Linked DNA regions of Lactuca sativa: region 2 is linked to region 1. The links are chromatin contacts, called in public Hi-C maps. All regions are on one chromosome and are shown on one strand. The core of a region is the stretch at or near the end of the contact, and the rest is flanking DNA. Distances in the headings are between cores, read along the strand shown. Region 1 holds the start of LOC111877809. Region 2 holds the start of LOC111877806 (calmodulin-binding receptor-like cytoplasmic kinase 3).

Region 1 (6,096 bases), core at 2,145-4,644:
ATGTGTTTTTAACTTTGTTTTTCAATAGAAACAAGGCAAGATTTTGAAACCTTTATTGTTGTTGTGACATTTTGAATCATAGTTATATTAGATATTTTAACCTATATTTGCATTTATATGTTGTATCTCTTTTTTTTTTCTAGCAATAAGGATTTTATTTTTTTTTTTTTTTGTCAAAACCTCTCGACTCGAAAATGGTTTATGACTGAAAAAAAAAACATTTTATATAAATCAAGCAAACTCTAAAATTTCCCAACCAATAAAATATGATTCTCAAAAGAACTAATAACCAAAAATCCAACATCACACCAAACACAAGTTCTCAAATGTGACGATTTAAGTGACCCTTTGGATTTATCCACCACATAATTATATTATTTCTATTAAAATAAAAGTCATGTGTAGCTTCAAATAATCTCTTTTCAATTATATACCAAAACAAAATGATAGTTTTTCCCACATCAATACAATTTTTTAATCATCTTGACTAACTTGATTATCGGTGCTAATTAGCACAAAATTATTGATAAAACTATTAGATTATAAAATAGTTTTTGTAATCAAATTTTACCAAGAAAATCTCTTGATTATACTCTGTGCAACTAGCCACAATGCATCATAGTAAAAGACTAAAACACCCTTCATCACAAAGTACAACCATTCAATTGCTATGATTATGATATATTATGTTAAGGCTAATAATTGTTGCTCTAACTCATCACAAAAGTCATCTTTTACATAATCTTCCTCTCCTGAATTCTCATTAAACTCAATTGCTTCAAAGTCTTCTCCATTTCCATTTTGCTGTTCTTTGCTCTGGATTTCTGCCACGTGTCCAGTTTTCTTATAAAACATTTCTTTCTCAACATTCCAATCTTCACTTGTTTTCCCAATCACATCCCCAATCAATATCTGGTTTTCAGCAATGTGCTTTATATCACGTGTATCCACCACCTTTTCCGCTTCTGTAAAGGGCAAAACAGTCATTTCACTCACTCGTGTACTCAGTTAACACCTCAAGTTATTTATTTATAAGCTTTCACAAACCTTTTATGGCTAGCTCTTTAGCCGAATAATAATCTCTTGACATTTTCTTGAGTGAATCAACATCAAATTCTTTATCCTTAAAAAAACAAAAAAGATTATTCAATTCTTAAAAGTCACAAAAAATCATTATGAAATATTCCCAAAAAAAAATTAGCAACTCACCATGTCCATGTTAATGTATCGTTCGATTTCCGTGTCTTTAAATAACCTAATATTTAAAACAATGTTAAATTCAAGATTTAAATTCAATGTTAAATTCAAGATTTAAAGATTTACTTTTTATTGGCATGTTGAACACGTGCATCTTGTAAGTTTGTTAATTCATTCACCCTTTCTTCAACAGATCCTTGTTTTAAATCAGTAGCTCCATATAGAAATAAATCCCTTTCTAACATACTTTTCACTAAAATTGATACAATTTCTATTTTCTCTTTTTTTGCATCAACAACAAGTTCCTTAAGCCTCTTGATTTCCCCTACCAAATAAAAAATTAAACCCATGAGGTTAAAAATAAAGAAAAGATTATATAAAAAACAACATACTTGCACATAAATAGATTCTGAAGGGAGGCTTGAATGGTTGTGTTTCATGTAGGCAGAAAAGACAATAAAGCCCTCCGATTCTGTGTGATATGGAAGAATTAGAAACCATGTAACCTGCATCAGAATATATATATTTATATATACAGTATATTGTCAATTATTAAATAATTAATTTGAGAAAATGAGGGTGTATAATTTATAATTTATACCTATGGAATGGGAATAAAGAGATTGCATAAAGAAACCTAATTTTGAATTGGGTTTAGCCTCAAAGATGCATGAGAACTTTTTAGAAAGCCATATTTTCTTCATATCAGTTAATGTAGTCATTTCACCCTGAAATAAATAATTAAACCCCAAATTCCATAAAAAACAGTATATAAAACTTTGAATTCTATAAAAGAGAGATTAATGGAAGGGAAGTTGTTTTGAGTACCTTTGCAAACTCATTGATAAGGTCATCAATGTCAAGTCTAAAGGGTTTGAGATCCATGGAGTCTAAATTTTTTTTAGTATTTCCAAAAAAGACCCTGAAAATTAAGATGTTTGTTGCTAGTGATTAAGATTGTGTAACTATCAAAACACGATAATGACATTGTTTAATAACCTTCAAAACAACTTCTCACTTTGCTTTAAGTTGTATTATTCAACATAAATTTGTTTCAACAACATATTTATTATTTTAATAGTAATAGTATTATGAATTATAAAAAATTCGAGTATATTTTACATAATTTCAAAACCGTTTGTTTTTTTTGTGTTACATTGATTGTCTATAACCAAATATTCATAAATTATAAAGTTAATCACTAAAATTACCATGTTTATTGAAGCTACCTTGAAAAATAACCATCATTTTCGAAAATTTAACAAAAATGATCATGTTTTTTGCAAAATTAACAATTTTATTTATTGTTATTTAGCAAATTATATGTTTAATTATTTTATATAAACGGCTTTAAAAACCATATCATCACAGTGATCTTTATATTCGATTTGCATATTAATCTTCCTAACAGATGGTGCACCACTTACAATAGCCGCATATCATATCGCATTCAAATCACATGTAATTGCATAAAGAAACTAATAGGCATAGCAACTAACCATCTGAAAAAAAGGAATTCACTGTGGCATTTAATCAAACACCTAATAGGCATAACAACTAACCATTTAAGAAAAAATTCAGCCATAATTTTATAGTTCAACAAGAAAATAACAATTCAGCAACATAGTAAATTACATAATTGAAAATTACCTATTTTGGGGAGAAAATCAGGCGAGGTAGCAGCGGAAGCATCTGGTGAGTCGACGTAGCTCGTCTAGTGGGTCGTCGGCGGCGCCGGTCTTCAGGTGGTCCGGCGAAAAGATATATGGTCGATGTAATAAATATTCCCAATAAACATTGGTTGGAACATTTAATCGAACAGCTTATGAGCATACAAGATATGCAAAATTCAGTAAGAAAACACCGAAAATCGGCGATTTAGGGTTTAAGTTTTGAACTGAAAATCGAGTTTAGGGCTTTGAATAAAACAAAATATAATAGTAATTGGTAAGCATATACCCAAGTACCTAACTTTGTTCAGAATATAACCTGATTGTTGTCTTGCTCAACTTCTCCTATCTCCGACTCTCGCTACCAGTGCCAACTTCAATTAAGAGGATTAGAATGATTGTTGTCTTGATCGCAGTCTAACTTTTCTTTTTCCACACCAATATCATGCGGACCAATAGTACAATAAAGCCCAAATTTTACTGGTTATGTTCTAAATGGGTTTTTTGGTGTGATAAAATCGTGAAAATTTGTTCACTTTTACCCTATAATCGGATTTTACCTTAGTTATACGGTCATATTAATCGGAGCCGAAGGGTTTAGAACCCAGGGCTCCTCCTTATAAAATAAAGATCTTTACCACTAGACCAAACATTTTTGTTGGAAACTTATCCTAAAATATTATACTTACTAGATGTCACGTTATTTATTATTATTATTTGCTTAATTTGTTTTATACATATATATAATAATTATTATTTTTAATATAATAATAATAAAACTAATTATAAAAAATGGTTTTATACATATAAATAACATTGTATATGTATAAAAAAGTTTTATACATATAAATAACATTTTATATGTATTTATATGTATATAAAAGCATTTTATATGTATAAAAAAGTTCTTATATATATATATATATATATATATATATATATATATATATATATATATATATATAAAATTTGTCTGTATAAAAAAAGTTTTTATGCATATAAAAAGCATTTTATATGTTTTTATACGTATTTATAAGACAATTTTATATTTGTATGTATAAAATATCTTAAAAATATCAATATATTTTTAATAATTATAATTACAGTTATAATTATAATAATAATAACAACAGCGTTAGTGAATAAATATCATTTGGTAGGTAGACTATCACATAGTTGATACTAGTCTAATGGTAAATTTCATTGCTTTGTAGATATGAGACCTGGGTTCGAATCTCTTACTCCATCTCCTTGCTATTCTTTTGAAATATTGTATATGGAATTAAGGGCCTTACGTGACACCTATCACAACACTCCACACATGCATAAACCCGAGTTCCAATCTCTTTACTCCATCTCCTTTTTATTTTTTTGAAAATATTGTCTATGGAATTAAGGGCCTTACGTGGCACCTATCACAACACTCCACGTCTGCATAAATGCACCCCATCAGCACCTACTCAGCGCCTCCTATGTTGTGTAGCCGGGATTGGGGCAAAAAGGAACCTACTTTCCGGTATTTTTGGTTTTTAATGCATTAAAAACGGACTTAGGACATAACATGTTATTTTGTGTAAAATTGGGAGCTGTAAGCAAAAATAATAAAAACACTAAAATTATTATTTTTTAAATATTCTATATTTTATTGAAAACTATAGAGGTAATCTTACAAGTTGACAAGTCTTTCTATCCCACATTGATGGGAAAAAACCCTCTTAGATTTATAAGCTAGAGGGAGTGATGACACAATAGTTGTATTCATTTCACTGCCACATAAACGATACGTCAGCAATCACCACAAAAATGTAGTTTCATGTCACACCCAATGAGTGGTGTCACAATCGATTCAAAATGTTTAAAAAGAAAACAAAAACATTTAAAAAAAATCTAACTAATCAACGGTCAATTAGAATAACAATAGAAAAAGAGGAGCACTCCCTTGGAGTGTACCACCGTGTGGTCTCTACCGCACCAAAACCACAGGAAAGGAGTGGTATTCCAAGCTGATGTGACAATGGAGTGCACCCTCTACTGCATCCACTCCCTCAAGCCTAAGTGATTTACAATATATTTCTTTCTATATATCATTCTATACATCTTAAATGATGACATTTGTCACACAATTATATTAAAATATATATTATTATTTTTATTAAATATGACACATTTCATTATTTAAGATAAATAAAATGATATGTAGAAATAAAATGTAGGATGATATTTCATTTTCTATTATTTTTCAATTATTAAAAATTCCGTATGATTTTATATATATAGAATTGTTTTCCGTTTTGTAAAATCGTAATCGTAATATTCTACACAAGCAATTTAAAACATAAAAAAATTACATTGAAACATATCAGTAATAATAAATAATTTTAAACATAAAAAATACCTCTTCAACATATTATTTAACAATTAAAAAAATCAAAAGTATGTATTCTTTTACTTAGATTGTATTTAATGGACTAAACTAAAAAATTATTTGGTGGCTGAAAAAGTTGGTTTTTTTTTTTTGAATAGCAAACTAATCTAGTTATCACCACATATGTCTCGTTCATTAGCACACACTTATGTCTCAAACATGACTTGAAGTTGAACTCATGACTTATGAAAAGCTAGTTGCAACTTGATTTACCATCTAATGAAAAAAAATGTTTGATATAAAATTAGCTGTAAGCTAACTAAAAAAATTTATAAAAATAGCTAAAAGTGTACGTAGAAAATCGAAGTTTAATATAACTAACAAAATATATATTTTGGAGAATTTTAAATAACTCAATAAACTTGTTCAAATGCTGGTCCGACTAACTTATAAATTATTTTTGATTTCTTAAACCAAAAAATCTAAAAGAAGCTTGAAAAATAAACTATTTTTGTGATGTTCCAAACATAGCTTTAGACAAGACAAAATATTAGAATTCTTGTAGACAAAATAAATAATAACGATATGATCCAATCCTACAATTATATCCCAATCTAACCCAAAAACGATCGACAAGAATCATAAGATTACCCAAAGCGATCTAAATATAACTGAGAAGAATCATAAGATCCTGACAACTTTGAAAAATACTAAACTAGAATAATTTAATATATATCACAAAAATCAATAGTCTCGAGAAAAAAAAAATAGCTTTACGAAATACCCACAAATTTGAACTCAAATTGTACAATAAAGTTTGTCACAAGCATCCCAACAATTTCAAGTCTACAAACTCACCACTTT
Region 2 (6,059 bases), core at 1,953-4,452, 150 kb before region 1:
ATGAGCAATATCAATGGAGATTTCAAGTCGTTGACTAAAGTCCAAGAAATTTCCATGAACACCTAAAAAGAGGAACCATTAAAACTTATTGTTACTAAAATGAAGACCTAGGGTGTTTGGCTTAGCTTTTGGCCAAAAGTCCTTTTAGAAAAAGATCATAGACAAAAGATGTTTGGCAAAAGACTTTTAAAGGCTACTTTTGGATTTTACAAAGAAGGAAAATCAACTTTTTGGAAAAGTAAGGAAAACCTGACTTTTTGTAACTTCTCCAAAAAGATCTTTTGCCTCTAAAAAGCTAAGCCAAACACCCCCTAAATCAAGATGTTAATAATGAATTTGAAAAAAAATAAAAATTACCATCCAAATGTTCTCTAAGTGTTCCATTAGGCACATATTCTGTAATAATAAGGCGTTCATTTCCTTTATCAACATAGCCAAGAAGCTTCACAAGATTCCTATGATCAATTTTTGCAAGTAGCTCAACTTCACTTCTAAATTCACTTCGTAGAGCATCAAATTGTTCCTACACAATAATTTCACATTTTAAAAATGAAAAAAAAAACGGTTTTTTTTTTTTTTAAAGAAAACACAACAAATTTGAGGGATTAATTCGTATATACAATTCTCATCCATTAATGCAGAAAGAACAACTTAATAGAGAATGATGTTTGTGTTGTATCACAAAGTGTGTTCCTTTTTGGTCTGAACAACAAACTGTTTGAAAATGAGTAAATGACCATGTTACCCTTACACCCCAACAAACAAGAGTGTTGATATTACCTTCTTTGCACGTTTAATGGCAACCGTTTGACCATCTGGTAGTTGAGCTTTGTAAACTGTTCCAAATCCCCCTTCACCTAATTTTAAAGATGGAGAGAAATTTTGGGTAGCTCTTGCAATTTGACTCATAGTCAAATGAACCGATCCAACCCTATCAAGTTTTGGAGACATTGAGAATCTAGCTGGACTAGGTGGGACCCGTAGTGGACTAGCTGTAACCTTTTCAGAAACCGAGTTCATTTCTATAGATGAAATTGAATCCACTACAAAACAAATATTAAATTAACTTAGCTAATCAAATATCTGAAATGCCCCTCAATGAAGATAACATATTCTTTTAGACCAAAATTTTATATTGAAAACTTACTTGAACTTGGATCCTTAAGAACAGTGTGGGCTGTATCTTTCTTTCTTGTATGAAAGCAAGGGCAAAGAAAACCGCAACATAAAATCAAAATTCCGGATCCGCCCATGATATAATATTTTGTTTTAAATTCGGAATTATTTTTCTCATCTTTTGTTATCTTTTGATCTTTAAGAAATCTCCTCCCTTCTGCTCAAGAATACAACAAAAATGTTCAAGATTCACAACTATATATAAAACCTACTACTCCATCTCAAACTTGCAATTTTTCCTTTTATGAAAGATTTCAAGATAAAGTTACGGATTTGCCCATCATCGTTGTTACAAGATCCTATCGTAATAGAGGGTGTTGTTGACATTTGACAAATAATCAAAATTGTGATTTTCATTGGAGGGAGTATAAAAATATCTTTTTTCAAGATGCATAATAAAAGTTGCGAATTTTCCTTAATGGGAAAAATCCGAGATAAAGGGTATTTTAGACATTTGACAACCAATCAAAATGTTGCAATTTTCATGAGATGGATCCTAAAGGATATTTTAGACATTTGACATCATGTACCTGAAGATTGATCGACTTCATGGCAATGGCTTCCAAGATTTGTATTGATGAAACAATCGTTTGCATGATTTGACTTGAGAGACTTGCAAAATGAATCTTTGCTTACTAATTCTCCATTTAAATAAAACAACTTGTGATTATAATTACTTGAAAATTGGATATTGTAAGTGTTACAACCCTTTAAAGGCAAAACTCCTGAGGCGAATATGATTGGTATTTGGATCAATAGTAGAAAACTCAACAAGATCACTTCCATCCTCATATACGAGCATATTTACTCCATTTTATCAAGAAACTACAACATGGGTGTTGCTAAATTCTTCGAGTCAAAAGTCATCTGAAGCATAATTGGAGGAATCACATGTTGTTTATATATCAATAAAGATAGTTTCATAGTTCATTCAAGAATTTTGTAATCACTGTTGAATTCAATCCAAAGTCTTCCAAGTTCCAACCCTATTCACAAAATCAAAAAAGATGATAAGATATCAAAGAAAACAAGGGCCTAGAAAAAAAAAAGCATAATTTATTCCAACTTCTGAGAAGCAAATTCAACCAAGTCTTCTTGAAAAACAATTCCTAAAAAGTCAAAATTCCTACAATTCTACAATAATTAGCTCAATTGGAACAAATCAAGATAGTAAGATATCAAAGAAGATAAAACCCTAATTTCTGATTGACATAGAACAAGTTTAATTCTTTGATACAACACAAAATGAATCAAATGAGTATGCAGTTCTAAATTGATGCTCCCCCTTTCAAGATTTGGTTATCAAGGAACTCAATCTTCAATGTTTTTCTTCATAAATGAGATAACTTAAGATGTCAAAACTTAAAATAAACAAAACCCATCACTGAAACCTCCTTTAATTGCAACTGAATTCAAAAGAACACGTAAAAAGACTGAAGAATTGTGAACAATTAAGCTTCGCGTATGAACTCAAACTTCATTGAATTTCTTCATAATTGAGACAAACCCAGATGATAAAACAAAAAATAAACAAACCATATCACTGAAATCTCCCTCAATTGGCACTAAATTTAAAAGGATCACGAAAAAACTAAAGAATTCAGAACCATCAAGATACTAAGGGACTGCAATTTTTCAAAGAATTTCTTCACAATCAAGACAACCCCAGATGATAAAACAAACAATAAACAAACCCCATCAATCAACATCCTTCAATAGCCACTGAATTAAGAAGAACACAGTAAAAACATTAAAGAATTGCGAATCAACTTCAGCAAGATACCAACTCAGGATACAAGTCAACAGATGTGTAAAGGAAGAAAGTTCAAACCTTTATGAAGTCGGATGAGCAAAAGGGCATAAATCTTTAGAGTAGGTTAGTTTATATAGTGGATTGTTGAGAATGTCTTGTTTCTTGGAGGATTTGATGCACAAGAAATGCGAAGATGGAGAGATAGAGAAGAGGAAGGGGGTCTGATGAATATAGAATATAGATTTAAGGGGCATCCATGAGTTTTGCATTTAAAATTGGTCAATCATTTTGCCCAAATATTGAAAAACTAATTTATAAATGATGTCACCACCCATGTAAGCAAAGTGAGCTGGCTTTGGAAGTTCATGTGCTTTCCAGTTTTTTAGATGTCATCTTGCAACTCTGGCATGGAGAAAGATTTGCCTCTATCCATGTGTATTCGAAGTTGTATCAAGTTTCTTACTTTCTTTTACGAAAAGTTGAGTTATAGAAAATTATCGAATTCAATGGATGTATGATTATAAAAATGTTTAAAGAAAGAGAAAATCACAAAAATACCAAAGAATTTAAGAAAAAATTGAATCCACCGACTACCCATTCATATAGTTTTTGGTTTAATAGTAATGTTTTTTTATCATAGGTCTTTAATACCTTATATCATCTCCAATGTAATTTTTTTATAAGATTATTACTATTTAATTGAGTGGTCAAAACAACTCCACCTCTTTCGAATAGATAATTTTTATTGATCATTCAAAATAAATATATATATATATATATATATATATATATATATATATATATATATATATATATATATTGAATGATCAATATAGTTTAATTCTTTTTAATAATATTACATTTTATCCTATTAAAGATTTAATTTTAAGTATTTATTATTTATCTAAAGTTTATATATATATATATATATATATATATATATATATATATATATATATAAAAGTCATGTTTAAAAAAAGGTTAGTTAAACAAGAGGGTTTTATATAACATTATAAATAGATAAAGATAAAATAATTAAATTAATGAAAAAAATCATTAAAAAGTTTAATCATTGGAGAAACAATTTAATTCGAAGTTAATATAATTAAATAGTGAGATGACAATTTTTTTACCTATCATATTATCATATAGGTTCACCATTATAAATGTTCTAAGGCCCCATGCGCGCTACACACCCTCTTGTCGTGCGACAAAGAGCTCGCCACCGTCAAATTGCCATCAACTCTGAGAGAGAGGATTTGATTGGTGCTTGGGGTCTTGGACTTTTGACCAGACCAGAATTCAAACACATTTTACAATTTTTTTAACAAAAAATACTTTTTTTTATAAAAATAAAAATAAAAACTAGTTGTTTTTACCCTAAAATTTCAATTATTCAATTTTTAAACCAACCACTATATATAAACACTACAATCTCAACATTTCGCACACAATATTATTCTTTCTTTCAAAAAAAAATATCAATTCATCAAACATAATGTCTTCACCTATGTCACACCCCCAAACTAGAACGAGGGAAACATCTGGGGACGGATGGAGTGACTTCATGCATAATATCATAACAATTGAATAATAATGAAACATAGCAACACAAACATTCATACATTGAGATTTCAAGTATTACATTGTTTACAAAAACTCAGTTGTTCAAAAGTCAATACAAATAACTGAAAAGTAGGAAAAACATGAAATGACGATGCCGACCCTCAAGAAGGGTTGAGTACTTGTCTGGTGGTTTCCTGAGAATACAAGTCGTTTTGAAAAGCGTCAACTAAAAAGTTGGTGAGTTCATAAACATTTTTGTATAAAATGGTTTTGCACTTGTTTAAAATAACTCTCGTAGTACTTTCAGAAAATCTGATATTTTCTATGAAAAAAGTTTGTAGTCTCGTTCTAAAACCGTTAATATATGCATGCATGTCCTTTGTTTTCTTTTCCTTGTAAAGTAATAATGTATATTTTAAAAAAAATGCAGTATTTTCTTAAAGGGGAACTGTGGTCTTAAACCCTAAGACCACGATGGAAGTGAAAATCGTATAGAAAATAGTTTATAGTTTCATTTCTTTTAATAAAACTAATGAAGTGTAAGCTTCCCGTAAACCAAAATAGATTTGTTAATCTCTATGCGAGTCATTATAACCATGCTTGATGGGACCGATATGTCTGTCATGACGTTCTTCAGGCGTCGATTTCAGTAAGATATTTGTCACCTAGACTGGCCCCGTCTAGCTGTAGCGAACAGCTCAGGTGTGGGGGTGTCAACCCCGTATAGATCTATACACAATTACTTCGCTCTCCCTCCAGGAGACTCTGGTTATAACTACAGGAGTTACAGTGTACGCTACGTAGGTACGGTGAAGGAAAGTCTCACAAGAGCCTTAACAGATTTACGCGAATTTAGAGTTCCTTTTTCGAATAAGGAAATTACTTTTCTATTGCAAACTTGTGATAAATGTTTTATGACACGTGATTGGCACGTTTCATATTATTCATATTATGACACGTATTTTACAGATTTCATGACATGCATATTATCATCCATGCCTTAAGAGTTTTTATGACACACAGTTTAGGACACGCTAATATTTTTGTCACGAACTGTTTTGTACACCATTTTTGTAAAACTATTTATAACACTTTATAAAAATAGTCATCTTTAAATGTGTCTAGTTGTAACATTTGGTGTAGAAATAAAATAATATATTGGGTTTTAACCCATCAAAATCTTGAATACAAGTTTACGATCATTTTACAACTACAATTATTTTTAGTAAAATATTAAACCATGTATTTACGATTTGCACCTTGTTACCGGTTTGAAAGTTTTGAGTCAAAAGATTTTCATATTGATTTGACTCTAGGGAGTCACAATTTTTGGTATTATCATAAATGATAAACTTTTCATTTTATCTAATTTTTTGTGTGGTTTTTATAAAACATAGTATGTATATATCCAAGAGTTAAGCATATATATATATATATATATATATATATATATATATATATATATATATATATATATATATATATATATATATGACATGTTTTTGAAGCTTTTGAGTGTACAACCCATCTCTTCTAGTTTTCATGTAACATATATGTTATCAAA

Evidence for each region. Hi-C and Micro-C count contacts between places; a contact is called where the count stands out from the background.
Region 2: a contact with region 1 is called in a Hi-C map of leaf, with 8 times the contacts expected there. The contact joins the promoter of LOC111877806 here to the promoter of LOC111877809 in region 1. A contact is called at or near these places in 2 of 4 Hi-C or Micro-C datasets (bud and leaf).

The regions. Positions count from the first base shown.
Region 1 is chr7:64,313,670-64,319,765 of Lsat_Salinas_v11, reverse strand. LOC111877809 reads right to left here and starts at 3,394. Exons shown (of 9, transcript XM_023874315.3): 1 at 3,165-3,394; 2 at 2,848-3,019; 3 at 2,026-2,119; 4 at 1,799-1,925; 5 at 1,590-1,703; 6 at 1,324-1,522; 7 at 1,210-1,255; 8 at 1,048-1,123; 9 at 641-965. The coding sequence starts at 2,082. The coding sequence ends at 685. LOC111877811 (zinc finger BED domain-containing protein DAYSLEEPER) reads right to left here. Exons shown (of 2, transcript XM_023874317.3): 2 at 6,005-6,096.
Region 2 is chr7:64,464,187-64,470,245 of Lsat_Salinas_v11, reverse strand. LOC111877806 (calmodulin-binding receptor-like cytoplasmic kinase 3) reads right to left here and starts at 3,202. Exons shown (of 8, transcript XM_023874311.3): 1 at 3,008-3,202; 2 at 1,707-2,162; 3 at 1,148-1,333; 4 at 781-1,043; 5 at 358-523; 6 at 1-62. The coding sequence starts at 1,968.